4 separate regions of the Gossypium hirsutum genome follow, and regions 2, 3 and 4 are each linked to region 1. The links are chromatin contacts, called in public Hi-C maps. All regions are on one chromosome and are shown on one strand. The core of a region is the stretch at or near the end of the contact, and the rest is flanking DNA. Distances in the headings are between cores, read along the strand shown.

Region 1 (3,134 bases), core at 54-2,553:
ATTCTTTTTTCAGCCGAAGAATGGTATCATGCAGCCAAACCATTTGATATCACCCAAAACAGGTTTCTGATGATTATGGTGTGTTCTTTGTCTTCAGGTATGCTGAGGTTGCATCCATGATTTTGCTTTTGACTGTGTTGAATGAAAAACCATGGAAGAATTCGAATCCTTCGGACCTGTTGTTTGTCATCCATTTTCTTGCCAAGTACGAGGGAGACTGGTCCTTTTCCTGTAGTATACCTATTTATATTTAACTGTAATTAAGTGACATCCATTCTTTTTCCCCTCTATATGGTCTCAGCCAAAAAATAAAATAATTTTTTTCTATCATTTTATGTAGATTTTTCCATGTTTCAAGCTCTTTGTGTTGGAAAATCGTCACTAAAAGTACATGGTTCGAGGTTAGAACTATTCATTTATTTGAGTTGAATGTAGGCATTTTGAAATCTTACTGTTTTTATTTTTAGTTTTTCAAATAGGCTTGAAAGGGTGATCCGATTGATGGTTGGAAGTTGGGAATGCATTATTGTCATCTCTGCTGAAAGATTGGGATCCTAGTCTTTTGAGTGCTTCCTGTAACCATGAGTTTTCGTTGTATATTATTCCTTTATTTTATTAGTACAGCCAGTGTAAATTATTTTTGACGTGCTTGTAAGTAATAAATTGCTTGCTTTTAATTCGATTTGTGGTTTCATAGGATTGCCAAGCACCTGTGGGTAGTCTTGTTGCTCCAAGTTCCTTTAAATGGATCATAGATTTGCTTATTTTTAATCTGATACACATACAGGGAATATATTCTTCTAAGGCACATGGCAGGGATGAGTGGGTGACTGGATTTTGAAATTAAAAAAATTGTTATTAGTTCATGTACTCTCATTTTTCGAATTGATATTCAAATAGTTAAATTTATTCGGGTTAAATTTAATTATTAGTCATTTGTTATGTGTACAATTATAGATTTAGTCTATTTTTTTATTTAATTATTGTAAGTTTTTATATTCTTTTCAATTTTGAAATTTTAGTCTTTTTAACTTAAATGATAATTAATAATTTATTAAGTAAAATTTTTAGCGAGTAATATGTGAAAATAATGAGCTAATATAATATTACACATATAATATGTTTTGTTTGGCGATGATTAAAATTTTAAAATTTAAAAAATAAAGAGATTAAAATTTAGTAAAATAAAAGTACAACTTTTGCAGTTACAAGAACTAATAGCAGAAAAAGCTAAAAGGATAGCCAACGGTACACGTACCCATCCACATGGTCCTAGCGTATGTAATGCTTTCTACATTATAAAAGGGATATTGATTTATGAGTTTTATCAGTGGATAGATACTATAAGATCATTTCCCCACTTCCACTCTCTCTTCCTCCTCAATGTCACCCTCGTTGGTAAAGATCACGCTTGTGCTGCTATTTATGTCAATTATTATTCCTCAAAAATCAGGTACATTCTTAAAAACCTCCTTGCCATGGTTTCTTATGTATGTTGTAAAATGGTGTTTTCATATGAGTGTTAATATCAGTTGGGGAATACGAGCAATGGTGCATAGCAGATGAACAAACCCCAGATGAAGAGTTGAAGGTAGCCCTGGATTGGGCATGTGGGGAAGGTGGTGCAGATTGCAGTAAGATTCAGGTAAACCAGGCTTGTTATTTTCCAAACACTATGACAAACCATGCTTCCTATGCCTTCAATGATTACTTCCAAAGGTTCAAGCACAAAGGAGGATCTTGCAACTTCAAAGGAGCTGCCATGATTACAGAACTAGATCCAAGTAAGCGTTATCCATTCACAGTTTTTAAAAAAATGAGCGAATCCCATGTGCTTAGAAAGTAGAAAGTGGGAAATTCATGTGGTTGGTCTTTGGTCATCATGTGCTCCTTCCTTTTAATGTAATGCGTAAGAAGCAACTTGCATCTTGGATATACTAAAGCAAGCAAAGGAAACAAATCAAATATTTAATATATTAATCTCTAATATTTAGAATGTAATTTCATTTATTGAAATAGAATTTATTTTAGTTAGAAATGATTAAAATTGAAAATATTATAGAGAAGTAAACATAAAAAAATTGGTTTTACAACAAAATTACTCAACTTATTTATTGTTGTATTTGGTTGCAGGTTATAATTCTTGCAAATACGAGTTTATTCCCTGATTCAGAGGCAAACCAATTCATGTCATTTCTATTTTGCCAACTTGTCCTTTTTAGGAAATATAAACATTCTCATTTGCTGCGTTAGTTAAATGTAAGAATTTTACTTTATTTTCCTCTTAACAATTACTTTTGGATTACACAAGAAGATATTTATTTTTTATAAAAATTATCTCCTAACACTTGAAAACATGTTGTCCATAAAAAAAAATAGACATAATATATAATTTTATCTAATTATTCTAACATTTTGTATTACTGAGTTATTCTCTCTTTAATAATGAAATATCATTCATCGGTCTTTAATCTAATATAAATATATATAATGAGAAAAAAATTGCAGATGTATTCGGGTAATGGATTTGATTAAAATGAAAGAAAATTATACATTATGGATTAATTCAAATATTTATTAATAATAAACATTATTGAAAAATATTATTATTAAATATTCATTAATAATAAAATGGAATAAATTTATTTGGACTTCTAACTTTACAAAAAAAAAATAATATTTTAATCCTCCATTTAATTCTTAAATTTATAATGTTTGTCAAATCATTTTAAAATAGATGAAACAATTAATGTCTATTAACTTTGTTGACGTAATGGCATACGTCGATGGGTTAACAATTAATTAATTTTTTCAATATTTAAAAATATAAAAATATAAAAATATTTTTAAATTTAAAAAAAAATTAATTAATTGTGGACTGAGATGGGTGTGGATGTCATGTTAGGTAATTAAAAAATTATGCTTAATGCATGAATTGCCTCTAAAATTCTTGGTTTTCTCTGATAGGTAATTAAAAAATTTTGCATTACGACTCAGGATTTAAAGTTTGTTTCTGTTATTTGTTAATCCAAAGCATTAACTATGTTAAAAGAAGCAATCACTTTCTTCAACCAATCAAAAGTTGCCACATTTCACATCTTGATAAAAAATGGAAAAAAATTAAAGAAATATTG
Region 2 (3,333 bases), core at 297-2,796, 400 kb after region 1:
TTCCAATTGCTTTTTCACTTGGCAGTTTGGATGTGTACATCTGTAATAACTTCGAACAAATTCATTTCCTTTAACAAGTTTCTGCCCGTATTTACGCCAGTTATACCCATCCTCTGAGGCTTTCTCACGTACAATGGGACTGCTCCCATCAATACCAGGCGATGGAGAAGGAGTCAGCGATTGTTTCTTGGATGTCATAGAGTAAGCATTTCCTTGTTGCTGTGACTGTGAAGCATGGATCACAGAAATAGGAAGTGGATTTTCCTTTGATACAAGTGCAAGGGTTCCTCTCCCTTCAACAGATTGTGATGACTGAATTTTACTATCAGAGATCTGTTGCAATGCATGACTTCCAGCATCTCGGCTCTGTACTTTATCCGTACCAACTTCATCCGTTACACACTCCCCTGAAGAAACCATCTGAAGTAAAGAACCTCTTTATCACTTTAGTCACCATTAAAAAGGGCCTTGTATATATACTAAAACAGTATTGTGCCCATGACTTTATAGATATAGGAGAATAAAAAACCAGCTGGAGAACAGCTAGCCACCTTATTAATCATTAGCATTCAATTGCTTAGACTTTTAGAGAATAACCATATCATATATCGCATCAACTTGTGACTGGGCTTCCTCAGTTAAGAATTTCACAATTAACCAAACCTTTGCAGAAAACTTATGCATTTCAATTTCTCTGTATTTCTTTTTCTTTCTTTCTTCTTCTTCTTTTTTTCCTTTTTTCTTTTTTTTTTTTTTGTGTGTGTAGGTCTTCCTTATGTAGAGCATGACGGGAAATAATTCCGAATGCCAAACTAACAATTCCTAATTAAACTACTAAAGAAACGATGAAATTTATGAGGTTAATTTAATATAATATTAATTCGAAAGTTGCTTTATTTATTCACCTGAAAGAATAATTTAAACTGCCCAACTTGCTTGTATGGTTTGATATGGTTAATTTAATATAAGACTAATTAGAAAGTTCCAATTTAATTGAATGAGTATAGTTTTGCAACTTTGTCGCTCTAATACTACGGAGTTTCTCAGCAACCAAAAGTAGAAACAAATTAAGAGCTAAAATCCCCAGAAATACGGCAGCAAACGAAATTAAATTCATTCCATAACAAATAAATTAGGTGGGAGAGGGAGAGAAAGTTAAAACTGAAGAAAATAAAGAGAAAAAAAAAAGAGGAAAGTTACCTAGCTATGCAAGTGTGGAAGAGAGCATCAAGAAACCCTAAACGTAGATCAGGCGCAAAGAGCGTGATTAGAAGAGTCGATGAGAGGCGTAGATCACGCCAGAGATGGTGGTTGGAGCCGGAAAGTGAAAATCGGGGAAGTAAGTAGAGTCAGAGTGGGGGAAATAGCGATTCAGGTTGTTAAAGTCTAATCCCAATAAAATCATTAAAAAAACAAAGGAAAGAAAGAAAAGGCAAGTTAAGCAGAGGCTGGGGGAAAACTAGAATACACGCACTAACACTCATTCGTCTATATATCTGCCTTCCCCTTTTTTGTCTTGAGACGCTGTTATTGCTTGCTTTTCTTTATTTTAGTCAATGCCGCTTGCTCGAATTAATATGTAAGGATAAATTTTTATTTTATTTTTTTTTATTTTAACATTAATATATTTTTTATATTTATTTATAATCCATATTATCTATCTATAATATATAGACAAATTTTTTAACTAAATAATGTAATATTTTTTGTTTATTATATTATCGAGCTAGTTTTCTTATCCAGCAATGCACACATTCAATTATACATATTAATTAAAATATATTAAAATTATTTTATAACTTTATATAAATTTAAATTTATGATTGATATTATAAATAAATTTAAATCATTTATAATTTTACATATTCTTAATTTAATATTTTATTCAATAAAAAATAATATCTTAAATTAATATAACCCATGTGTACCCCTTAAATAATAATAATAATAACAATTTAAAACATTATTTTTTATCAAATAAAAATATCGAATTATAAAATATATAAAAATTATAGATTTATTTATAATGTCAATCATAAAATAAAAATTATACAATATATTTTAATTAATACATACAACTAAGGTCGTACATCATTTTATAATTTCATATAAATCTAATTAATACAAATTTAAAATTTTTAAACTTTTGTACTCATATTGTATTTTTATGATATTTGACAATTTTATAAGTTTTATGAAAATTTTAAATTTTAAAAGCTTGAACACGTAAAAACCTTGAGACTTAAAAAAAATGGTGAATTGAGACTTTAAAATATTAAATCCTATTAACAATAAACTTAGGAAAAATATTTATATCTGAGATGTTTTAATTTTTTTTAATCTATTAACAATAAACATATGAAAAAAAAATATTGGTTACACTAATATTTAAAATTTTATTACCATTCTTTTACAGATTTTAAAATAATATCGACATTTTTAAAAATTATAAAAAAAATAAGATAAAAGTCTAAAATAAAATGTAAAAATAATATTTACAACAATCAATAGTAGTTTAAAAATGGAAAAACTTTTAAGATAATAAAAATAAACATTAAACCATATCAATAATAGTATTAAAAATTTTAAAACTTTTAAACTAATAGTTTGATTGAATTTTAAAAAATATTTGAAAATTGCTTGAATACTCCTTACTAATTTAAAACATGTCAATTCTAATATTAAAAAGTTTTAAAGCAGTTTATCTATCTATCTATATATATATATAATATAATATAATATAATATAATATAATATAAATAGTTCTTAAATTTTCTATTTTATTTATAAAAGTGTAATAACTTTTTTAAACATATATATTTAATTTAAATTTATAAATTTGAATGTTTAAAAAATAATTCAATTGTTAAGGTATTGAAAATTGTTAAAATTTTCAATTTTAAAATAATTTTCAATATTACAAAACAAATAATTAAATGATTTAAAAAATCCTGAAAAATTGAATTAAATTTAAATATTTAAATTTCGTGTATTATATTAAATTTTAATTATGTATCTTTTAATTTTTCAAATTTAAACAATTTCAATTTTTAATCATGTATTTAAAATTTAACATAAAATATAATATATTTAAATTAATACATACAATCCCTTTCATCGCCGGAGTAAAAAAACATATATATATATATATAACAATAGTTTTTTTTTTTTTCATAAAGGGTAAGGGTAGTAGAGGTTGTCCAGTCAAAGCCACAAATCCTACTCCAATCGATTATATCACAATGGTATCTAAAATGAAATTGCTCGGGAATCATTTTATCCCTGCATCAACCACATGAACATGGCCACAACAATCATGACAAGTTTGAATAA
Region 3 (3,043 bases), core at 468-2,967, 280 kb before region 1:
TTCCCCATTAGAGTCCTCTCATGGGTCTTTGTTTAAGTGAAGTCCTCAATCATATTTGATTTGGTGAAGGACTGCTTTAAATTATTACAAAGTCTCTCATATAAAGTTACTAAGGTCATTACTGGCTTCATATCATAAATGTCCACAATGAGACACTATACCTTTAAAGTTATTCCTTGCTATTAATGTTGCCCACATGTTTAACAACTCTTGTCAGCAAGGAGACTCAATAGTTTCTCTAGCCTTACTTCTCTTCGTTTTCCACAATATTTATTTGTGTGAAATACCTACCTGCCCTACTATCCAACTTGTTCCTTCATGGGTGGAAAACTTTAGAAAGAAAATATCTACCTTATAATGGTCCTAACTCCTAATTTCAAGATTGCAAATATCATGAGAATCTATCATCTTGAAAAATGAAGACTCTGGCTTTACTTGCACACAAGGAAGAAAAGCAAGCATGGGAGCCCTTTGATAAGGTTGCAACTGCAGTTTTTGGAATTTATATATAGGAGAGACACTGAAATGAAGGGGGTAAAGAAAAACCTCTAAGCCTAGACCACCAAGATTGTGAGATATGATGAGCTTAAAATGAGATGAAGCATATTCTTGCTTTACAATTCAATTCAAACACGTAAGTACAATACCGAGGGAAAAATAAGATGAGGTATATTCTTGCCTTGAAATTCAATTCAAACCCATAATTACAATACTAAGGGAACCATTATCATATGCTTTCAATGAATCGGAGTCCATTGAAGTTATAGAAGCTAGAAATACAGTACCAGATCCCTTATTCACAATGCAACCAGATAAGGCACGTTGGTAAACATTTTAGTCACCAATGATCAATCATCAAAACTGCCCCTATGAGACATTAAATAAAACAAGTCACCAAAAAAAGAATCAAAACAAGGGTTCCCTAACTAGAGCTAAACAAGTTCTTAGCAGTCAGGGGCAATTGATTAACTAATAAACCAACATTTCTATTTTAAATTCTCACGGTAACTAGTTATGGGTTTTTCTAATGAGCAATTGATGGTTAAAGTGTCTCAAAAGCCCTAACCAAAATCAATGATATTCCAAGATACGAGTTCCCAACTTTCGCTTCAAACAACAATAAAGTAACGATTCGCCAAACTTGCAAAAACTGGAATTTGAATTTAATTGAATTTAGTATATTTAATTAAATGCCCAAGAAAATGAGCAAGAAGAAAGGGGAAATACAGAGATTAAGAAAGAACGAACCAATTGGTAAAGAGTTTGAGAAACTGGGCGAGAGCGAAAGCGAGGAAGGCCGTGAGGAGAGGGAGGTTATTAGGAAGCAGATTCGACGACGGAGACGACGCAAATGATGTCGCTCCATCTCCTCTCAGCGAGCTCGAATCCGCTGCCATCATCACCTCGTTCATATCCTTTTTTAACTTGCCTTCAATAAAAGCTTTGGATCTCTGAGTGTGAGGAAGTCTGGTTGATCTGGATTTGTCAAAGCCTGGCAACCAAAGGCAACAACGATTCAGCGAATTAGCAGCGAAATGAGAAGGAGGAGAAGGTGCAACGATTGTTCCTCAACAAGAATAGGCCCACTTCAGGGCTGGTGTATTTTGGCGCTTACTGTATTGTTTATTGGGATTGAAGGTGGATTAGTGGAGAAGAAACGAAGAAATGATTACTGTTTTTAACTTCGGGTTTGTCGCTTTTTTTTTTTCTTCTAACTCTCTTAACCGGTGTAGGGCTTGGATTGGGATAAATATAAAATTGGTATATGGGTTAAATATAAAATTAGTATTTAAATTTATTCATTTACTCTAAATTGATATTTATAGTTTTTTTTTTTGTTCTAGAATGATATCGAACTTTTTTCTTCTATTATATTGATACTCAAACCTATCACTATACTTTTTTACTGATGTGGCATCGCTGACCACTCACATGGTGCCACATATCATCCTCTTTATACCTTTTTTTTAAATAATTTTCCCTTATTTTCATTTTCCTTTTTAAATAATAACCTAATGACTAAAATAAAGTTGAGAATCTTCGGTATTCTTTATATTTTTAAATTTTCATTTGTTTTATTGCAAATTCTTGCAACTATATTCTCTTTTTTAAGGAGGAGAAGATCGCCATCTCTAGACGTTTTCTTGGTCCCTGTTGACTTAACACAAGTGGATCTTGTCCAAACCTTGGTCGCTTTGTTGTCCGATCTTGTTTCTTGCTTGTCTAACCATGTTTTCTTCTTTCAACGAGGAATTCCCAATCTTTGGTCCAAAATATTGAAAATTTCCCTATGGTTTTGGAGTATTTAAGGGAATCAAGGTCTGGTTCCTCGTCGAACTTGCCACCAATAGCCATATTGTGCTTCCAGGAAGTCTAGTTGTTGTTGTATAGGTCCAAGATACTACTTGATTATTGCCCTCAATCTAGTAAGTTATGGCTTTTTGCTTCAAAGCCATTCAATTTCAAGCCATTTCCACGATTTGAGTGGTTAAGGATCAGTTATCACAGATGGAGATTAAGAACGTCGAATGGAACGAACAACTGCCAACGTTGAAAGCGGCATTGGAAGCAATACTGATAGTGAAAATAAATGAAATCATATTGACGACAAACTATGTTGCACTGTCTGTAAAGAGCAACGTTTACTACCACTGTGTTTAAAATTACTGGCTAAAGCACAATTTAACACTCATTTGAAGAAAATCATGAAAAGGAAAAGATTTGGGTGGGGATTTGTTTTTTACAAATTAAAAAAAAACACTGATTCAAAGAAAAATGTTGAAAACCCAGAACTGGAAATATCAAAAATTAGTTTTTTTCTTAAAAAGCCAAGAAAAAAAAACCCAAGAACCTGACGTCAATTCTTGTTACAGTTGGCCCTTACACTAGGAGATGAATAAGACTGAAGAAGAAATATGAAGAAGATAAGGGTAGGAAAAAGAAAAAAAGGAGAAAAGAAAAAAAATGATGAAAAAGAAAATAGAAATATTGAAATTTTTGAATGTTGTCACCAACAGAATGAGGGAAATAGGGAAAAATTACA
Region 4 (3,118 bases), core at 485-2,984, 490 kb after region 1:
ATAAGCTACATGTTGAAGAGTTACAATTACTATGTTGAGTAAAAGAGAAAATTATTATAACAGAAAATCATACGAGGTTTAATTTTTAACAAAATTGGAAGAGTCACAAATAGTCTCATTTAAAACTCAAGTTCTTAAATAGAATATTCCTACAAATTAATTTGATGAGATTCAACAAATTATGCATATATCCTCTAACACTACCAAAAAAAATTACAAATTTTAGGATAATTAAAAGGTGAAGAAACCACCTCTATTTATAGTAATACAAACACTCCTCACCTTTGTATTTTTTAAATGCAACACATTATTAATTACATAGCCAGATATATTTTAAAAACCTAAAGATCAATCTACCCCTCCCAAAAGTTATAACCGCAACCCTTAAACTAGATTCTCAACTAGTGTAGTTAAGACTTGAAACCCAATAAACTTTCACAGTTTTTTAATATATACAATTGAATAACTTAACAATAAAAAAAATTGGAAGAGTTGTTAAATTAGCTTACTAATGCCTTTTGGCCTTATTGATGCCCTACTACATTTCAATCTTTAATGAAAGTTTTTCTTTTATTTGTATTATTGAGGTGGGAGAAAAAGTCTATTTGAAGATCCAACCTTACAAGCAAACTACACTAGCTTTTAAGAAGCAGCTTAAGCTTTCTTTCAAGTGCTTTTGCCCTTATTCTATAATTACCAAAGTGGGGTCAATAGTTTATAAGCTCAAATTACCAAATAGTGCTAAAATCCATAATGTGTTTTATGTTATCTCCTAAAAAAGAAAAAAAAAAAAACTCTAGGTTGCTGGTGATGGGCAACCCCTTGTGTACCTAGTTGTCATATTGGACAAGAGAATAACTAAAAGGGGAAACAATGTAGGACAATCCAAGACCATAACAATGAACCAAGGAGTTAGGCAAAGGGGATTACTACTCAAATTCACATGCACCAAGAGACAAATTATTGAAGAATGAAGGACGCAACTGGAATGTTGAGCTGGCATAATACAAAGTAGCTGTATAGGAAATTTGTTAAGCTTAGGTCATAGTTGTTGGTTATTGGTTTATGTAATTTGTAGTTATAGACCTCACTATTTATGCGTGACTATATGTGAAAATAAGCTTTATGAAATGAAATTATTAAAGGAAAAACTCTACCTTTTTTCTTCTTTCCTTCTCTGGTCTCATATCATCTTCTTTCTTCCATAACACTAACTGGAGTTTATTTTTTCTGCAGCAATACAAAGCTAAAATTCAATTAAAACAATGAGCAATTGATCACTTATATCAACAAAATGAAGTCCTATCCCTATTACAATGAAGGACCATGGAACAATAAAAAATCAAGGTTAAGATAAGTAAGGTTGGAGTGATCTTACCAAGTTCTTGAAGCTTTTAAGGAGAATTTGTTGGTTTAAGAGGGAAAAAAGGGAAAAACATTAATGAAGGTGAAAATTTGAAAGAAAATTTTTTCAACTCAAGCTTTTTTTAGCATGAATTAGTTATTTTGAAAAACACTACAAAACTAACAATAGCATTTTGGTTTGACTTGAGTTTTTAGAATTTTTAACTGATCACTTTAGAATTAGCATATTAGTATCTTATTAGAAGACTTGTTCTGATTTTTTAATAAGATTCTTAGAATCATCTGTTAATAGTCAAGATGGCCGAGTTGGTCTAAGGCGCTAGTTTCAGGTACTAGTCCGAAAGGGCATGGGTTCGAATCCCATTCTTGACAAAAATAAATTTTTACACTTTTTTATCATATTAGAAACGGGGCTTCCTATTTTTTATCATATTGATGCTTGCTGAATTTATGTGTTCGAATCCCATTCTTGACAAAAATAAATTTTTACACTTTTTTATCATATTAGAAACGGGGCTTCCTATTTTTTATCATATTGATGCTTGCTGAATTTATGTGTAGTGTTGGGCCAAACTAAATAGTCAGACTTGGAGCAAGTGTTTGAAGAGCCCGCAACTGCCAATCCTAATCCCAAAGTTCTTCCAACCACAATGAGTGGGATCCTTGTTTCAACCAAACACCCATATGAAACCATGTTAATGTCGGTTGCAATTAGCAGTTAAACCCCCCACAAAACAACAGTAGCCATACCGGAGCTGGAAAGTGAAAAAAGCCTCTTGGTTTTTGCCTTTCAAGGGTCTCTCAACCCAGCAGTAGCCATGGGAGTGAGCTTGGAAGGACAGAAGGTGATAATGGTACCATACATGGAAGCACATGTCCCAAAGTACCACCTCTGGATGCAAGACCCTGCTCTCCTTCAAGCCACCGGATCAGAGCCCCTCTCCCTCCAACAGGAATACGATATGCAGCTCTCCTGGAACCAAGACCCTCTCAGTTCTTCTCTCTCTCTTTTACTTCCTTTTCTGATTGTTTATACCAATTTCTCAATTGGGTTTTCTTCTTCTTTAATTTAATGATTAAGCTTGGTTTTCAACAGAGAAAACTTTCATTGTTTTGGATAAGGAGATGGTCGGGGAAAAGTTTGTTCATGGAAATCCTCATGTGGAAGGTCACCTCATCTACTACCTTTTTCTTAATTGCACAGAATTTAGTGAAACCCTTTGATTTCTTCAGCGTATTGTTTTGGACTGATATGGAGTTGATGGTAAACGATGATCCAGCCATGGTCGGGGATGTGAATATCTACATGAATGATTTGGATGACCCTCAATTAGCAGAGATTGAAATTATGATAGCTGAACTAAAAAGGTACTTGCTTTGCACTTCTTCACAATCAACAAAATCTATTTCTTAACTGACATCGCTCTCTTTCCTTCATACTTGTGTAATCATTTTGAATCATCAACATGGAATTTCTTGCACTTGATTCCTTTTCTTTCTAAGAATTTGTTGGGTTTGTTGCTTTTCTCTTTTTTTTCTTTTCATTCTGATTAATCATTTATGAGCAAGAGTGCTGTGGAAATTGAGTAATGGTTTAATGTAAATAGAACTTTTACACCATCGTATACAACATATGCTGATGAATACCGACTGTAATTGCCTTATTCATAGGTTTGTTGTCATTGTGTGTGTACAGCAACTGTGTCCCTTTATGTTCTTGGTAGACTCCAGCGCTCAGTTTTCGTAAGATGTT

What was found. A called contact is a pair of places that touch in the nucleus more often than the background predicts.
Region 2: a contact with region 1 is called in a Hi-C map of leaf, with 3 times the contacts expected there. The contact joins the promoter of LOC107952810 here to the promoter of LOC107956461 in region 1. A contact is called at or near these places in 10 of 34 Hi-C or Micro-C datasets (callus, hypocotyl and leaf).
Region 3: a contact with region 1 is called in a Hi-C map of leaf, with 4 times the contacts expected there. The contact joins the promoter of LOC107952795 here to the promoter of LOC107956461 in region 1. A contact is called at or near these places in 14 of 34 Hi-C or Micro-C datasets (callus, fibers, hypocotyl and 3 more).
Region 4: a contact with region 1 is called in a Hi-C map of leaf, with 2.1 times the contacts expected there. The contact joins the promoter of LOC107952802 here to the promoter of LOC107956461 in region 1. A contact is called at or near these places in 3 of 34 Hi-C or Micro-C datasets (callus and leaf).

What each region holds. Positions count from the first base shown.
Region 1 is chrA07:65,106,931-65,110,064 of Gossypium_hirsutum_v2.1, reverse strand. It overlaps LOC107956461 (glucan endo-1,3-beta-glucosidase 4), which reads left to right and starts at 1,303. Exons shown (of 3, transcript XM_016892124.2): 1 at 1,303-1,453; 2 at 1,533-1,784; 3 at 2,134-2,276. The coding sequence starts at 1,384. The coding sequence ends at 2,168. It overlaps LOC107952812 (histidine kinase 2), which reads left to right. Exons shown (of 15, transcript XM_041116985.1): 14 at 98-205; 15 at 341-677.
Region 2 is chrA07:64,708,363-64,711,695 of Gossypium_hirsutum_v2.1, reverse strand. It overlaps LOC107952810 (WRKY transcription factor 1), which reads right to left and starts at 1,546. Exons shown (of 5, transcript XM_016887994.2): 1 at 1,201-1,546; 2 at 1-420. The coding sequence starts at 420.
Region 3 is chrA07:65,383,631-65,386,673 of Gossypium_hirsutum_v2.1, reverse strand. LOC107952795 reads right to left here and starts at 1,717. Exons shown (of 7, transcript XR_005930084.1): 1 at 1,616-1,717; 2 at 1,249-1,492.
Region 4 is chrA07:64,616,971-64,620,088 of Gossypium_hirsutum_v2.1, reverse strand. It overlaps LOC107952802 (N-acetyltransferase 9-like protein), which reads left to right and starts at 1,734. Exons shown (of 6, transcript XM_016887981.2): 1 at 1,734-2,358; 2 at 2,462-2,533; 3 at 2,646-2,733. The coding sequence starts at 2,184. It overlaps TRNAL-CAG (transfer RNA leucine (anticodon CAG)), which reads left to right and starts at 1,657; the gene lies at 1,657-1,737.